Regions from separate parts of the Mus musculus genome. Here region 1 is linked to region 2. Evidence: chromatin contacts called from public Hi-C data. All regions are on one chromosome and are shown on one strand. The core of a region is the stretch at or near the end of the contact, and the rest is flanking DNA. Distances in the headings are between cores, read along the strand shown. Region 1 has its middle 79 kb from the start of Gm23477. Region 2 has its middle 97 kb from the start of Otol1.

Region 1 (3,415 bases), core at 473-2,972, 200 kb after region 2:
CATGTATAACATACATTCTGATGATTACAACTCCTTATCCACCCTTTAAATGTTTCTCCTTTTTATTCTTCCTTTTCCATATAAGCAACCTTAACATATTCATGAAATTCTCAAAAATAAATTTTAAATTATGAACATGAATAAGTTACATATTGTAATCATACTATCATTTTAAAGTATTTATTTAGAAATTTTAAATTTTGTATATGGCTATACATGGGCATGTATGTGTGTATACGATGCCTACAGATGCCAGAGGTGCAGCTTTTCTGTCATAGGTAGATTAGCTCTCTCACAGTACACATCTCACTTCTCTGCTTCTTATAATATTTCTTCTCCTCTTCTTTGATGGTTCCCTAAGACTTTCGTGTAGGAGTTGTGTTTTAGATGTGTCAATTGTGTCTGAGAACCCCATGGCCAGTTGTTTACACCATTATGTTCTGTTGTGGCCTTCTCTGATCATCTCCATCTGCTGCAAAAATAAGCTTTGATGAGGGATGAGAGTTGTATCTATCTATGTGCACATTGATGAATATTTAGAATGTAGTTTGAAATTATACCAGTTTAAGAAATAGCAGTAGTAGAGGAGATTATAGGTTCCATGTCCTCACTATCCATGGCTAATGGGCTGGATTTACAGCATCAAGCACACATTCTCTTATACTGAGAGGGCCTTAAGGTCAAAAAGACAATTGTTCATTACCCATAGGATGTAAGTGTCACTATTGTGTCTTTGGGGTACCTTACAGTTCTGGTTCTTGTAGTTTGTAGATGTTATAACTGGGTAGATGTGTTGGTCATTTTTTGTTGACTTAACAAAAATCAGAGTTATCTAAAATGATAAACCTTAATTGAGAAAATGTCTCCATCAAATTGTTCTGTAGGCAAGATTGTGAGGAAATTTTTTGATTACTGATTGGTGTTGGGAGGGTCAACCATTGTGGGTGGTACCATCCCTCGGCAGGTGGGTCCAAGTTAAACAAAAATAAGAAAGCAGAGTGAACTATGAAAAGTAAGCAAATAAGAAGCATTCTTGCATAGTACTATTTCAGGTCTTCAGTTCCTGCTCTGACTTTTCAAAGTGTTGGACTGTGATGTGGGACTTGTAAGCTGAAACAGACCCTTTTGTCCACAAGTTAGCTCTGGTCAGTATTTTAGCAATAGAAATGAAACTAAGACAGTAAAACTACTGGTTACTTTTTTCTCTTGACAGCTTGGATAGCCCGTTTTTTATACTTTGAAGGCTAGTTGGCTTCTAGTTTCAGTTCTTTCGAGTACTTTACCCAAAGCATATAGTTTCTTTATCAATAGAGTCTTACCAGCAATTTTCTGGGAAGCAACAGAGGGCAGCATTAATAACCTATGTTGTTTTCATGGTTTCTTACACTTTTCTAACTGACAATTTGAAAAGGACTATCCTATGACTGACACTGGATTTTCAGGGGGACTGTTGCCACCTCAAATAGTATAACTTCATTCTAACTATTTTTGTATACACATGAATCTAACACTATGATTTTGTGATAATGATTGCAGTCAGACATTGGAAGATTGAATGAAGTAATTTCCCATAACATGTTTTAAGGCTTTGTGGTATAATTTTAAATAAACCAGAATGATAGATCAAAAGAATGTGTTCATTTTATCCCCTTAATCACAGAGTGTATTTTATTATTGTGGCTGAGAATACAACATAACAATGTGGACCATATTTCATTAGAAAGTCGCTCAGGTTCCCAGAGTATTGTCTTGTAGTTGGCATTGCAACTGAGTATTTAATAATGTATTTTAATACTCTAGATGGCTAGTTATTTTGGCAAAAAAATGTCAGCGAATTTCATGCACATCACCTTATTATCTTATTTCTTTTATAAATTAAGCTTTCTTAGTGAGAAGTAATATTGTTTGGGTTAACTTCGTAATGAGTAGACATTCAGGAAGTTAACAGATGGTATTGTTGGCAAAGAGAGGCAAGCAGAGCCTGCCAATCCAGATCCAAAATAAGTCTGTATTCTAATAAGGAAAAATCCACTGTGGGGAAGGGTCCAAAATAACCAACTTGCTGCCAACAGGCTATCTGCTTTCCTTTGGATATGGGGACCTGCCTGAGGTTCAGAGATGGTGGCTTTTGCTATAAAATTGGGCATTCAATCCTGATGATAGCCAAATTTGTATTAGTGAGGAGTCCATTTGTTGAGTCTATTCAAAATCCCCTTACAGTGCCATGGCTGCAATTTAAATGAACATGTTATGTAAACATGCCTGGGATTTGGGGGAGGAAAATCAAGATTGACTGGCATCTACGTTTAGAACAAGTTGTCCCCTTGATTATTGAAAGCCTCATCTTTAGTGGGAACTTTTTACTGAACATTTGCATAGGACAAAAATAATCTCGAATTCTTAGTTAATTCTGGGAGGTTTATCCAAACCCCTTTGTCTCCAACCATCTGGTCAAACCATTAGTCATTGCCCTTCAATTGTTTCACATGCAATGTCTCCTTCCAGGAAAACTGGACCACAATATGTACCCTGCTAGTTCTGCCCACTAGGAGAATTATCTTTTATATTTTTCCCCAGCATCATTCCAATCAGGGTAGGAGATACAGGGCTATAGCAATTCACTTTGTACTAGTGCCAGCATGTTGGACAGTGCTCTTTTCGAACCAGCCTGGATAAGTTTTCTCTGTGATCAACTCCTGGCAAAAATCTTGCCATGTGGCCACAGGAATAGCACTTGGAGTTACCGACTTGCTTGCTCAGGTAAGCTCATCACTATGTCCCCAGGGACTGCACCTGCTGATGGAATATTAACAGATGTCCACAGCTTACTGATGTAAATGTTTAGTGCACAACAGGCAACTTAGGTATATTTGTTAAAGGCAAAGCTTTTGCCTCTAACAGATACCAATGTAAAGACACTGAAGGCAAATTTGCAGCCAAAGATGAGAAAATTCCTCTTTAATACTTGAGCTATAGTTTTCTATTACACCCCAATATTTATGATGATATCCAGTCAATAGCCAAGTGTTTCCATGGCAGTCAACATGGTGTTACCTTCCTGTTCATAAATAAGTACATAGCGTTACCAGCCCAGTTAACAGCATGAGGTTCCTAAGTCAGAAGTAAAGGCCCCTTGTGAGAGAGTCGAAACCCCTGTCTCTCACAGACAGCAGATAGTTGGTTTATATCAGAGATAGGAGACTAAAGGTATTTTGTTGGCCTATCTTACAATAGTAGATGAATTCTCGAATTCTGTATACAGTGAGTGAATAAAAGTCAAATATTTGTCTAATCAATATTTATGGAGCAGCAGGCAAATAAGGGCAGTGTTTAGTTCTTCCCCAGATGATAATAAATCTTGGATAAGTGCTGCAGTGGGAGAAGTTTCCGATTAGGCATGTAATAATCTTTGTCA
Region 2 (3,362 bases), core at 103-2,602:
AGTGTCTCATGAGCTCGTAGCCATGCAGGAGCAGGAGGAGCAGGAGGAGGAGGAGGAGGAGGAGGAGGAGGAGGAGGAGGAAGTCTATAATTGGAACTCATCTTCATTTTCTCTCCCTAACTCCCCTTTCTCCTCTACTGTTTCCTTGGTCCACCCTGACTACATCTGTCCTTAGATGATTTTGCTCTGACCATGTAGATTCACTTTGGTAGGAAGTGTAAGTATTGTCTCTGTCAGTGCTGTGCGAGGAAACCTCTGCTTCTAACTTCTGCTTCACTCCAGTTTGGTAGCCATTGTAGAGAATTCGAAAGGACGCGAGGTTTTAAAATTTTGCCTCATTTTAATTCTCTAGGTTGAAATAGAAATAGAGGAACTTGTTACTAAATTTTATTGGATGGTAAAGCGTCATGGATCAATCCACTCATTTCACACCAGGCTCAGGGAGGCGATTTGGACTCATCCCCGGACACACAGCAATTTTTCCAAGCCATTCAGAAAGCGAGTTAGCAGCTTTCGGCCACTAAAAGAGTATTGTGGTGGTCATTGTTACTCTGGCACAATGCTAAGACACATTTTTTATTAGCATGCTGTAATTGTAAAAAACAAGCTTCATTGTGACAACTTCATAATGCAAAGCATGTATCATGGTGATATTTGACACTTCGTCTTTCGGCTCTGTTCTGGCTGGCTTTCCCTCCCCCATTTCCTGTTTTAGTCCCCTTGGCTCCTTTGTTATCTTTTTCCTTTCCTAGTTTCTCTATATAAAGAAAAATGCCAACATACTGTTGTTAAACTCTTGCATCTTAAAAAAAAATGAACCAAACCAGAGAACGCTAAAGTAAAATCACATATTGTACCATGCTGCTTCTCTGTATGAGAAAAACTGGCTCATCTAAGGGGCAAACATTGGTAAAAGCCAACCTGCTAGTCCACAAAGGGCCCTAGGTGGCGCTGTTGTATAACTTCTGAAACTGCAAAATTCAAACTCAAAAATCGAAAGCGACGGAAACCCACTTTTCCTATTTCTTAACTGTCCACCTCTAACGGCTTACTCTTTTATGTCCAGATCTTTGAATATCTTACTTCCCGGTAGAAGGGGAAATAAAATTCTCTCTGTGGATGCACAAAAATAGAATTCCTTATGTATGTATGTAGGTAGGTAGGGGGAAAGCCCGACTGCAGTTGTGCTTTAAAAATATCTTGAGGCATCATGCAGATGAAACCCTCGAGGAAGTTTCCACATGTATTTCTAAGTGCGGAAGGTGAAATCCTGCGGGGATGTAGCTCACCAATGCTCAAGGGCTGTCCTCCGAGAAGACGTTTATTGCTAAACACCATCTCAGATTCCTGAAGTCACGAGGCTTGGTCAGAATGTCATTTTTGGGAGAGGCCGAGGCCACACACTTTGCAGACTATCAGTACATCCAGGTTACAGGCAAGGTTTGAGCGTACGGTTTCTAGTACCTAAAGGGTACATCCAGAGTTGTGTATAAACAACCCACTAACTTAGCTCGGGGAGCCCAGACCTAGAATCTTTTTTGGTAATAACGCTGTTCTTTCTCCAGGAGAGGACACCTCATATAGACATTCAATAACGCCTTGTACCTTGTAATTCCCTTAAAAGTTAATGAACGGGCTAAAATGAATTTTAATAAGTGCTAATTAATTGCAGTTTGTCTTCCGATTTGAAGAACAAAGGCACCCCCGCAGTATTTGGCGGTTTCCTCGGTTGTTTTGAAACTACTTAACAGCAGATGGCAGTGTTGCTCTGTACGTGGCCTGCGGAGGCTTGGCAAGAAACTTCCCACAATCCTTTTCCAGCAGAACTCCACAAAGAGATGCACCCATGATTAAAGCCTAGATGGAGACAGAAAGCAGGGCACAGGGAAGTTCACAAAGTGAACTCAAAATATGGGGGTAATTTCATCCTTGTATGATTTAGTTGAATCAAATTTTACTGATGTGCATCACAACCATGTATTTAAATTACATGGCCAAAGAATTTCAAATAATGGGCATTCTGTGTGTGTGTGTGTGTGTGTGTGTCGGGGGGGAGTGACAGAAAATGGGGAGATAGGCACAGATGTTATTATAACATATTGTGTATAGATATTTACATATACTAGTGATCCAACCAATCATGCATCCATTCATCCATCTGTCCATCTGTCCATCCATCCATCATCTGTGTCTACCAGTCTACCTACCTATCATATATATGTATATTATATTTATATACATTCATTCATTCTGAGGATGACCAGAATTGCAGTCCACGTGTGAAATCTTTAGGTTCAGGCGCATCACTTAGGCGCTCAAGCTGGAATTTTCTCGTCTTGGGAAGAAAGTTATGAACTAAGGGTTTCCAGCATCACCTCTGACTTTGACATTTGTGAAGTCTGCGAACATTTCCATATTCTCTGGCACTTTCTGCACCTTCAGAGTTGACCAAATAAACTCTTGTCCTTCAAGTCACACTGACCTGGGTGAAGTCACAAAGCTGGATTATGCTCAATGTCATATCTTATTTGGCTTTTGGATGCTATTTAGCAAGACTCCTGTCCAAATGGCAGGCAGTGGTGACCAAGGCAATTAGGGAGATTGATTTAGCATGCATGATTTCATTTTCTGCTTCCTACGGTGAGAGATGAAGGGCCTAAGATAACCAAATTGGACTTAGCCAAATTTAGACATCAATTTTTCAGATTGTTTTCATGTTGCAACAGCACTTAAGGTAAATTTAAACTTCATTATTTTTTAAAATAACTTTTTTCAGAAGAGTTTTCCAGGTATGTGAAAATCACTTGTCCCTTCTAAAGGTTTCTTTGTCTTTTCTACATCAGTTTATTGTTTAAAAAGATTAAAAAAATGCATCAACTTTTCAAATAACATTATTTTTTCTGAGCCTCTTGTGTATTTGGTGTTCTGTTACACCAATCTGTTCATTAATTTTAGGTTGGTTCATTTCACTGCTGTTATTTTAATGTCACATAGAGACATTAAAATGCCACCAAATAATAACCTTGAACAAAAAATATGTATGGCTGAAACGGCTCTGATATTTGCTGGATATTGATTCCCTAATTGGATTAAAGTCTGTCTTTGACAGGATTCCAAGAAAGCAAGAAACAGCTCATGATTCAAAACTGACTGGACCTCATCCCAGTGACCATGGGTGATGCTCATTCATTCAGCAAACTCTGATTGAGGGTTTGTGGTGGGCCTGGCTCATGCTCTTGGCAGTGCCTGTGCAGCTATACTCTTGCTATAGGGCAAATCGACAGAAAAAGAGGCATGAGTCTTGGAGTTCATTCCTGTCCATCTCATGTCTTTCTTTCTTAAGGAGGCAGAAAAGCCCTTGA

What was found. A called contact is a pair of places that touch in the nucleus more often than the background predicts.
Region 1: a contact with region 2 is called in a Hi-C map of cerebellum, with 2.6 times the contacts expected there. The contact joins two enhancer-like sites. A contact is called at or near these places in 3 of 484 Hi-C or Micro-C datasets (cerebellar granule neurons, cerebellum and cerebral cortex).

Annotation. Positions count from the first base shown.
Region 1 is chr3:70,305,694-70,309,108 of GRCm38.p6, forward strand. No RefSeq gene overlaps it. Among named protein-coding and RNA genes, the nearest start is that of Gm23477, 79 kb to the left of the region's middle. Within about 2 kb of position 1,723, at least 12 of the 459 cell types and tissues checked have an H3K27ac peak or open chromatin away from gene starts, as enhancers often do. A contact at or near this core is called in cerebellum, where this site is marked.
Region 2 is chr3:70,103,154-70,106,515 of GRCm38.p6, forward strand. No RefSeq gene overlaps it. Among named protein-coding and RNA genes, the nearest start is that of Otol1, 97 kb to the left of the region's middle. Within about 2 kb of position 1,353, at least 86 of the 459 cell types and tissues checked have an H3K27ac peak or open chromatin away from gene starts, as enhancers often do. A contact at or near this core is called in cerebellum, where this site is marked.